2 separate regions of the Sus scrofa genome follow, and region 2 is linked to region 1. Evidence: chromatin contacts called from public Hi-C data. All regions are on one chromosome and are shown on one strand. Each heading gives the region's core, a stretch centred on a gene start, on an enhancer-like site or on the middle of the called end of the contact. The rest is flanking DNA. Distances are from core to core; before and after follow the strand shown. Region 1 overlaps LIMA1 (LIM domain and actin binding 1). Region 2 overlaps LARP4 (la-related protein 4).

What was found. A called contact is a pair of places that touch in the nucleus more often than the background predicts.
Region 2: a contact with region 1 is called in a Hi-C map of subcutaneous adipose tissue, with 1.8 times the contacts expected there. The contact joins two enhancer-like sites. A contact is called at or near these places in 1 of 5 promoter capture datasets (liver), 5 of 47 Hi-C or Micro-C datasets (embryonic fibroblasts, liver and subcutaneous adipose tissue) and 1 of 2 datasets of contacts at active chromatin or transcription factors (alveolar macrophages).

What each region holds. Positions count from the first base shown.
Region 1 is chr5:16,075,475-16,080,995 of Sscrofa11.1, reverse strand. LIMA1 (LIM domain and actin binding 1) reads left to right here. Exons shown (of 11, transcript NM_001114676.1): 10 at 1,641-1,774; 11 at 4,199-5,521. The coding sequence ends at 5,207. Among named protein-coding and RNA genes, the nearest start is that of CERS5, 8.1 kb to the right of the region's middle. Within about 2 kb of position 1,350, at least 7 of the 83 cell types and tissues checked have an H3K27ac peak or open chromatin away from gene starts, as enhancers often do. A contact at or near this core is called in subcutaneous adipose tissue, where this site is marked.
Region 2 is chr5:16,202,284-16,207,539 of Sscrofa11.1, reverse strand. The region is part of intron 1 of LARP4 (la-related protein 4); the gene reads right to left. Among named protein-coding and RNA genes, the nearest start is that of LARP4, 28 kb to the right of the region's middle. Within about 2 kb of position 2,684, at least 6 of the 83 cell types and tissues checked have an H3K27ac peak or open chromatin away from gene starts, as enhancers often do. A contact at or near this core is called in subcutaneous adipose tissue, where this site is marked.

The DNA of each region.
Region 1 (5,521 bases), core at 101-2,600:
CTGATTCTTTAAGTTTTCCTTTTTGCCTCTAACCCTAGAAAGGGAGTGGCTGCTGTTAACACTTAGCCCTCCTCCTTCATTCCTTTGGTGCTATTTGGTAGTTTACCACTAATTTTCTTTTTTCTTTTTTATGGCCACACCCACAACATATGAAAATTCTGGGGCCAGGGATTGAATCCAAGCCACAGCTGTGACCTGAACTGCAGTTTTACCTATGGCAGATGCTTGAACCCACTGCACTGGGCTGGGGATGGAACCTGTGCCTCTTCAGCAACCCAAGCTGCTGCAGATTCTTAACCCACTGTGCTACAGTGGAAACTCCCCCCTAATTTTTATTAAACTCTCTTGTATAGATCTTTCCCCTTTACTTCCATTTTATGCCCATTTCTACTCTCATTTCCTGTCTGAATCTACTTGGAAAACTATTCCCGTTTTCTGCTTTACCTCTTAGTGAATCGTGGGGCACGTGAACCAGCTGTCTGAATTTTTTGTGAGTCTGTTTTTGGATTTTTTAATCAAAATTTTATCTTGCCCATAACCTGTTTTCCTTGAGCCTTATCTTAACCATTTAAGCCCTGGGCCTTAGGACTAATTTGTATTACTTACCACCACACTGGTCATGGTGGCCAAGAGGCCACCAAGGGACCTCAGAGAGCTTCCTGGCCACCTTAACTAAGCTGCCCTGCATTTACTGGCTGAGGTGTTTCTCTTGGGACTCGTCACAGATTGCATACACTAGGGACTTCTTCCTCTCATCCCTAGTGGTTTTGTAACCATTTCTCATTGTGTAAAAATGTTTGGCTTTGGAATTCTGCTTCCGTCAGCGCTAGAAGGCAAACTACTTTGTGTGGTTTAGGATTGAGTTTATCTGCAACAGCTGTGCTCACCCCGCTCCTATTCCATACTTTACAAACAGTTCATAAATTCCCTATTATGACTTCCCACCCTCATTACGTTAGTTTTATTCTCCATTGATTTTTTTTTTTTTTAAAGACTACAGAACCTATAGCTTTCTTGGGACATGTTTTCTTTTGGAGTCAATGCAAGAGTTTGTGTCTCTTCTCAAATGTTCCATTGATCTGTCCGTTTTGATTTATTTAAAAATATTGGATGGAGCAAGTCAAGATTATAAGCATGGGAACTAAGAGATACTTTATCAAAGTGTCTTTTCCTAATTCCCAAAGCCAAATGCCCTTTCTCTCCTTGAAATGTATCCCCTTCAGAATCTGTTCTTTAAACAGTCTATCCTGCTTTTATCTGGCACTTAAACAATCAGATTTCTTTCTTCTGTGTGTGCTGACCTTTTCTCCTAATTTCCTGTCTGTGGAGTCATTTTGTGTGTACATGTGTGTGCGCGGTGGTTTGTCTAAGCCTTTCTCTGCAGCCCAGCCCAGTTCCACCCTTCCTTAGTGGCTGCTACACTTAGGGCAGCCAGACAAACTGGGTAAGGACATCAGGAGCCTTTTGGCTTTCAAGGGTCAACTGATAGGATTGGAGCAGGCTTAGTGTTCCTCTGAGAATTGTCAGACCAGGTAAGGGAGCCCCTAGATAGCTAGGAAATCCAAGGGTCCATCTCTGCTAGCAGAGTCCTCACGCATCGCTGCCTATACCAGCTAAAGTTGTCCTCTTCCTTTTCCTAGAAGTTTCAGGCACCTGCCAGAGAGACCTGCGTGGAATGTCAGAAAACAGTCTACCCGATGGAGCGTCTCTTGGCCAACCAGCAGGTGTTTCACATCAGCTGCTTCCGTTGTTCCTATTGCAACAACAAACTCAGGTGAGCCAGACCAAAATAAGCTGTCCCTCTGTATGGATGGGCCTCTGGAGGGAGTCTTTGGCTTTTAGAACGCTGGTACTAAAATCTGTGGTGCTAAGAGGGTGTGCTGTGGAAAGCCTTTGAAAAAAGGAGAAAGTACCATTGAGTGACAAGCATTTTATATCAAATGATAGTGGTGTTTGGAACTTCCGGTACATTGACATGTTAATTTATATATGAGGACTGAAGCTTAAATAGTGTTGGTTACAGGTAAACCCCCCTGTGACCTAATTCAGTAGAATGTTTGGCCTTGGTATCATAGAATCATCAAGTTCAGAAATCTCAAGAGGATACTTTCTCGAAGCCCTTTAAATGATCCTCAGCACCGTATAAATGGTTAAAGAGCAATAACAGAGCCTGAAGAGCATATATTTTTTTCTGTATATTGCCTCATTTTATTTCTGAAAAAATGACTATGTATCATTTCCTTCCAAGTAAGTCAAAGTATGGATATACATGTGGCAAACGGGAAATATTCCATATGAACTCATTTTAATCACAGACTCTTAGAGGAGGAAGTGAAGTAACCGATGTCCCTTCCTCCAGCCCTCCTTCCAGAGCAAGCATCCTTTCCAGCACACTGTTGAAAGATGTTCTGGCATCCGTGTGGCACTTCTTCGGGGGTTGATACCCCACAGCAGCCTGTTCCAGCAGTTAGCGCTGAGCCAAAATGTGCCTCTGTAACTTCCACTCAATGGTTCTTTTTGTGCCCACTGTAATTTTTTTCTCCAGAGCACATTTTATAAATGTTTGAATTGTTATATTTGCTCTGTGGAAATGCTGTTGCTTTTATACTCTCCTTTAAAGGTTGTTACCCTGCAAGAGATACCAGATGTCCTACCAACTTGTCCAGCACCGACATTGGGATACACCGACTGGTTACTGTTCTCTGTTCTCCTGTTAACCATAGCTTTCCTTTATTCAGTCATCAGCATCCATTTGTAGAGCATTATACACATTCCTGTGAAAACATGAAAACATCCTTCCTTCCAACTCCTATAAAAACATCCTTTTCAATTGTAACACAAATGGGAAACTAGGAGGGAAAAGATTCAACTTTTAACAAAGGAATATTATTAAAAGTAATGATAGGAGTTCCTGCTGTGGTGCAGTGGACTAAGAATCGGACTGCAGTGCAGTTCCCATTGTGGTTCAGTGGTTGTAAACCTGACTTCTATCCATGAGGATGCATGTTTGATCCCTGGCCTCGCTCAGTGGATTAAAGGATCAGGGGTTGCTGTGAGGTGTGGCACAGGTTGCAGATGTGGCTCGGATCTGGTGTTGCTGTGGCATAGGCCGGCAGCTACAGCTCTGATTTGACCCCTAGCCCGGGAACTTCCATACGCTGAAGGTTCAGCTCTAAAAAGGAAAAAAAAAAAAAAATCAGAATGCAATGGCTCAGGTCATTGAAGAGGTGTGAATTCAATCCCTGGCCCTGGGCAGTGGGTCAAAGGATCCAGCATAGGTAAAGCTGAGACATTGGTTGCAGTTGCAGCTCAGATTCAGTCCCTGCCTGGCCCAGGAACTTCCATATGCTGCAGGTGCAGCCATAAAACAAATAAAAGTAATTATAGTTTGTTTTTGTTTTTGTTTTGTTTTTTTGGTCTTTTTAGGGCTCTACCTGCACCACATGGAGGCTCCCAGGCTAGGGGTCGAATTGGAGCTATAGCTGCCGGCCTACACCACAGCCCCAGCAACGCCAGATCCAAGCCAAGTCTGCAACCAACACCACAGCTCACGGTAACGCTGGATCCTTAACCCACTGAGCGAGGCCAGGGATCAAATCCTCATCCTCATGGATGCTAGTCAGGTTCATTACCGCTGAGCCACGATGAGAACTCCAAAAGTAATTATAGGTTATAAATACTTAGGAAATACAAGATTGATCAGAGCTAGGTGGGATTCCCTAAGGAAGACTTCCTGGAAGAAGTAAATTTTTTTAACAGTTTTGACAGAAGGGAGTGAGTGAAATCATTTGAAAAGTGAGCATGCAGCAGGTTAAAGATCCAACGTTGTCACTGTATCAGCTCGGGGTCACTGCTGTGGCATGGGTTCTGTCCCTAGCCCAGGAACTTCTGCATGCTGCGAGCACAGCCCAAAGAAAGAAAGAAAAAGGAAGCGGGAGCATGTACCAGGTGGAAGAATATCTGGTGAAGGTTTAGGCCTGGAAGTAAAGCTAGCATGTTTTTTTTTTATAAGGATAATAAAAGAAATGTGTTTAAAAGAAGGAAGAGATTCCTAGGTGACTGATGTGCTTTTAAAGAGATTTTTCTCACTTCGTGTCTTCTGAAAATATTGGAATTGCCAGGTTTCAGCCTTCTGGTGTAAATAAGAGTATACAGATTTGTTCATTTTATGCTCTTTTTTTTTTTTTTTTAACAACAGTCTAGGAACATATGCTTCTTTACATGGGAGAATCTATTGCAAGCCTCACTTCAATCAACTCTTTAAATCTAAAGGCAACTATGACGAAGGCTTTGGACACAGACCACACAAGGATCTGTGGGCAAGCAAACTGGAAAATGAAGAGACGTTGGAGAGACCAGCCCAGCTTCCAAATGCAGCGGAGATCCCTCAGAGCCCGGGGGTAGAAGACGCCCCCATTGCTAAGGTGGGTGTGCTGACTGCAAGTATGGAAGCCAAGGCCTCCTCCCAGCTGGAGAAAGAAGACAAGCCAGCTGAAACCAAGAAGCTGAGGATCGCCTGGCCGCCCCCGACTGAGCTTAGCAGTTCAGGGAGTGCTTTGGAGGAAGGCATCAAAGTTTCTAAGCCGAAGTGGCCTCCTGAGGATGAAGTCAGCAAGCCTGAAGCTCCCGAGGATGTAGATCTGGATCTGAAGAAGCTAAGAAGATCTTCCTCACTGAAGGAGCGAAGCCGCCCATTCACTGTAGCAGCTTCATTTCGAACCGCTTCAGTCAAGAGCCCCAAACCCTTGTCCCCACCTATGAGGAAAGGCTGGAGCCTGTCAGAGCAGAGTGAGGAGTTCGGAGGAGATGTAGCAGCAGAAAGGAAACAGATGGAAAAGGCCAGTGCCTCCGAGAAGAATGGGAGTGTGGGAAAAACGACCTGGCCAAGCAAGGAATCTAGAGGAGGGGAGGCAGCGGGGAGGAGTAAGGAAGTTCAGGATTTTGAGATAGGGAGTGAAAATCTGATAGAAAATGGTGCAAGCTTAGATGAAGGTGACAGAGACCTCCTCCAACAGCAGTCTCCCCTAGAACCCAAGTCTAAAAATTGGTCTAGCTTTGCAGACAACACCTCTGCTAAAGAATTCACTACCCAGAAGCAGAAATCCCAGGATGTGGAGTTCTGGGAGGGAGAAGTCGTCGAAGAGCTATCCGTGGAGGAACAGATAAAGAGAAATCGGTACTACGATGAGGAGGAAGATGAGGAATAACAAATTGCAACGATGCTGGGCCTTAAATTTGTGTGAGGTTAGCGAGCCACTGCCCTTTATCAAAGTGATGCATGTAAACGGCTGTCTTAGCACGAACTGTAATTTATGTGGAAGTAACTTTGGAAAAGAGTGCTTGCTTCAAAAGACAAAACAAAAAAAAATCCTGTACTGCAGCTTACGTGAACCAATTCTAAATGCTAGAGATAACATTACTTAAATCCTCTATTTTAGCAATGATGGTCTACACAAGTGCTTTAAGGTCTTGTGGGAGTGGGAATGGGGGGGGTGAGGTGGGGGGATAGTCGGACCGTTAT
Region 2 (5,256 bases), core at 1,435-3,934, 130 kb before region 1:
CCTAGCCTGGGAAATTCCATATGCCACAGGTGTGGCCCTAAAAAGCAAAAATAAATAAATTAATTAAATAAATAAAGTGAACAGCTGGCAGTTCCTGCTGCAGCCCAGTGGGTTAAGACTATGATTTCCATATGCTTCAGGTGCAGACATAAAAAGAAATAAACAAAAATAAACAATGAATATTATAAACCAAAACTTAATTGGTTTGATGACAAGAATAATATTAAGGAAAATAATGCTGGAGTTCCCATCGTGGTGCAGTGGAAACGAATCTGACTAGGAACATGAGGTTGCGGTTTCGATCCCTGGCCTTGCTCAGTAGGTTAAGGATCTAGAGTTGCCGTGAGCTGTGGTGTAGGTCATGGATGAGGCTCAGATCTGGTGTTGCTGTGGCTGTGGTGTAGGCCAGCGGCTACAGCTCTGATTAGACCCCTAGCCTGGGAACCTCCATATGCTGCAGGTGTGCCCCTCAAAAGACAGACAAAAAAAAGAAAAAGAATGCTAGGATTCCCGTCGTGGCTCAGTGGTTAACGAATCCGACTAGGAACATGAGGTTGTGGGGTCGATCCCTAGCCCTGCTCACTGGGTTAAGGATCCGGCGTAGCCGTGAGCTGTGGTGTAGGTCGCAGATGTGGCTCGGATCCCATGTTGCTGTGGCTCTGGTGTTGGTTGGCGGCTACAGCTCCGATCTCCAATTAGACCCCTAGCCTGGGAACCTTCATATGCCACAGGACTGGCCCTAGAAAAGGCAAAAAGACGAAAAAAAAAAAAAAGAAAAAGAAAAAAGAAAGAAAGAAAAATAATGCTATTAACCAAAATTGGATGGTGCACGGCACAGAGATGAGAGAAGAAGGTGGTTTCAAGTTCGTTCATTACTGCTCCAGGCAGGAAACTAATAGTCAATTCATAAAGAAAAAGAGGACCAAGGTATTATATGACTACTGGTATAAAGGGAATCATTAGAGCAAAAAATAAAAATTTTCCTAAATATCAAGGGAAATACACACAAATAAAAAAAGAGCAAGGAAACAACACTGTTTTCTGGAAGACCATGGATTATTTTGCATTTATAAAGATGGAATAATTGACATCAGAAATAGCAGTTGTGTGTATGTGTATAGGTGAGAAAGAAAGAGACTTAAGTCACTTAAAAGAAAAGATTTTCCGATTGACTCACAAAATAGAACCTAATTCTGGGCTCTCTATAAAAGAGCCTAAAAGAAAAACAGAAAGGTACTGGTAAATGCAAATTCTAAAAAGCAAGGATTATACTCAATATCAGACATGGTAACATTCAAGCAAAAAAGCATTAAGTGAGACAAAGACGGGCATTTCATGGTGCTAAAAGCTACAATTCACTATGAAGATATAATAGTAATGAATAACTATACAATAAATAATAGAGCAACAACTCTTGTAAAGCAGTAACTATATGGCAAGTTTGGAGAAATAGAAAAATGCTAACAATGATGTTAATGCCTATCTCTCAGTCTAAGATAGTCCAAAGAAATATTAACAAAAAAGTAAGAATTTAGGAGAACTAAAAACATTGGTGGTCGGCTTATCTATGGCATAAAAAGGTTTTCAAATCTTTTACTACAAAATATTACATGCTGGTATGTCAGTTATAACAAATTACCTCCAGAATTTAGTGGCTGAAAACACATATTATCTCACAGTTTCTGTGGGTCAGGAGTTCAGACGTTGTTTAGCTATCTGATTCTGGCTCCAAGTCCCTCATGAGGTAGCAGTCAAGATGTTGGCAGGGGCTACAGTCATCTGAAGGCCTGACTAGGACTGAAGGAACTGTTTTCGAATCGGCTTAACTCACATAGTTGTTGGCCGAGGCCATAGGGATCTCTCCTTAGAGCCTCTCGAATATCCTTATGACATGGTAGTTGGTTTCTCCCTGAACCAATGATCCAAGAGAGACAGAAAGGATGAAGCCATAATGCCATTTTATGACCTAGTCTCAAAAGTGCCACACTGTCATTTCTGCCACATTCTATTCATTAGAAACAAGTGCCCAAGTACTATCCATGTTCAAGGGGAGAGGCCCAACCTTTTGAAAGGAGGAATATCAAAGAACTTACGAGTTATGTTTTCAAACCACCACAGATGGTGTACCAAAAGAAAAATTTGGATTGTTTTTCTACCAAAATAAAAATTGATTTTTGAATATATAATGTGCTATCAGTGCCTAGATAACAGAAGTGTCTTTTTTTTTTTTGCTTTTTAGGGCCACACCTGCGGCATATGGAGGTTCCCAGGCTAGGGGTTGAATTGGAGCTGTAGCTGCCAGCCTATGCCACAGCCACAGCAATGCAGGATACGAGCCACATCTATGACCTACACCACAGCTCATGGCAACATCGGATCCTTAACCCAGTGAGCGAGGCCAGGGATCGAATCTGCAACCTCATGGTTCCCAGATGGATTCGTTTCCACTGCGCCACAATGGGAACTCCCAGAAGTGTCTTAAATCATAAAAATATGCTACACAAGAGCCGGTTAATTTTTGAGTTTTATGTTCACGTAGTCATTCAATTGGCACAGGAAAGAAAAAAAAAGGAAAATTAAAAGGTTACCAGCAAGAAAAACACAGAAACTATGTTTGGTCAGTGTGACTCATTAATGGGAATGCTCCAACATTATTTGACTTATCTGGAAGACAAAGACCTTTTAAGGATAGTGCAATTTAAGATTTTGGAGTTGGTCCTGCTTGAGTTTAAAGGGCAAGAGCCTTAAGCAGGGGACAAAATGAGAGGATAAGTACAAACTCTTTCTTGTATGTAAGTGGTGATTATCTCCAACTAGGATAAAAGCTACTCATGAAGGACCGTATCTTTTCTTCCTTTCTTTTCTTTCTAGCTTACCTGTTCAACAAATGAACTACCTAACAGAAATCAAGATAAAGAAATATGGTCAGTGTTAAAGTACTAATTTATAATTACAAGAGTGCTGAAACTAAAGCCCTAGCTTCTAATTCTGCTAGGTAAATGAGCTAATTGAAGTTCATGGTTCTAATTCATTTTCTATTTTAAAATTCTGATTTACCAAAGATCTTATCAATGTCTAATACTTAAAAAAACACAATCAGTCAAGAAACCCTAGAATTCAGCTATCATGAACTTCCATCACCTTTTAATGATTGGAATAAATAGTTTGCTTTCCAGATGAGGTCAAGTCTCATAAGACAATAGCCTGGATGAGATTGCTGACCTTTTCTCACTCCTTGGGGAAGCATCATTGCATATTTATTCCAACATGCTTTTTTTTTTTTTTTTTTTTTTTTGTCTTTTTGCCTTTTCTAGGGCCACTCCCGTGGTATGTGGAGGTTCCCAGGCTAAGGGTCTAATCGGAGCTGTAGCCATTGGCCTACACCAGAGCCACAGCAACGCCAGATCCGAGCCGTGTCTGTGACCTATACCACAGCTCACGGCAACACTGGATCGTTAACCCACTGAGCAAGGGCAGGGACCAACCCGAAACCTCATGGTTCCTAGTCGGACTCGTTAACCACTGTGCCACGATGGGAACTCCCCAACATGCTTTAATCATTTAATATTCCACACAATCTTCTTATCCAATGGACTTTTTCTGGGGTATTCCTTCAAGGTTAGGATCTGGAAAACGTTAATAATGTTTCTGACCATTACATTAAATAAAACTTTCAGTTCCTTTTACTCCACTTTTCTCAGTTTATTTACAAAGGTAGACTATTTTAAGACCAATTTAAGACATATGAGGAATTCCCTGGTGGCTCAATGGGTTAAGGATCCGATGTTGTAACTGCTGTGGCTTGGGTCGCTGCTGTGGCACACATTGGATCCCTGGCCCAGGAAACTGTGCATGCTGTGGGCCCAGCCAAAAAAAAGGGACATATATGATACTAGAGAATAACATGTCTGAGGTCTGCTACACACAGAATATGATCTTAGGTAAGTCATCTAATCTCACTTTGCTTCAATTTCCAATTGCTAAAGTGACAATAGTAATAGCCAATTTATATCATCAGGTTACTTTCCACAAAAAAGAAACTCATCACTCATGAACTTGGAGAACAGACTTGTGGTTGCCAAGGGGGAGGGGAAGGGAGTGGGATGGACTGGGCATCTGGGGTTAACAGGTGCAAACTATTGCCTTTGGAGTGGATAAGCAGTGAGACCCTGCTGTATAGCCCTGGGCCTATCTAGTCACTTATGATGGGGCGTGATGGAGGATAACATGAGAAAACGAATGTGTATATGAATGTGTCACTTTTCTGTACAGTAGAAAATTGACAGAACACTGTAAACCAGCTATAATGGAAAAAATAAAAATCATTAAAAAATAAATAAATCATCAGGTTACAATAAGAAATGGATGCCTTAATTGGCTGAGTTAATTTTAACAAAATCTACAGAACTCAAATTGTATGTTTTATGCAGGGTTTGACAAAATATAACTTGTGGGTGAAATCTGGCCCATGGCCTATTTCATATAGTTCAAAAGCTAAAATACTTTTTACATGTTTAAAGAATTTTAAAGGTAAAAGAAGAGGAAGGAGGAGAAGTAGAAGAAGCACAAGTGGTCCACAGAGCCTAACATATTTACTACCTGGCCTTTTGCATAAATATGTTGCTGATTTGTGTGCTTGTGGATTTAGCTATCATGAAAACATTTATAGAAATAATATTTTTTGGTGTTCTCCTTGTAGCTCAGCAGAAATGAATCTGCCAGTAACCATGAGGACTCAAGTTCTATTCCTGGCCTCACTCCTTGGGTTGAGGATCTGCCATTGCTGTGAGCTGTGGTGTAGGTCATAGACGTGGCTCGGATCCTGTGTTGCTGTGGCTGTGGTGTAGGCCAGCAGCTGTAGATCTGATTTGACCCCTAGCCTGGGAACTTCCATATACTCTGGGTGCAGCCCTAAAAAAAAAAAGAAATAATGTTTTTGGTTTTTTGTGGGTTTTTTTTGGTCTTTTTGCCTTTCTAGGGCCGCTCCCACGGCATATGGAGGTTCCCAGGCTAGGGGTCGAATCAGAGCTGTAGCCGCCGGCCTAAGCCAGAGCTACAGCAACTCGGGGTCCGAGCCGTGTCTGCAGCCTACGAGCAAGGCCAGGGATCGAACTTGAAACTCATGGTTCCTACTCGGATTCGTTAAACACTGCGCCATGACGGGAACTCCGAAAGAATTTTTTTTTTTTTTTTTTTTGTCTTTTTTTTTTGCTATTTCTTGGGCCGCTCCCACGGCATATGGAGGTTCCCAGGCTA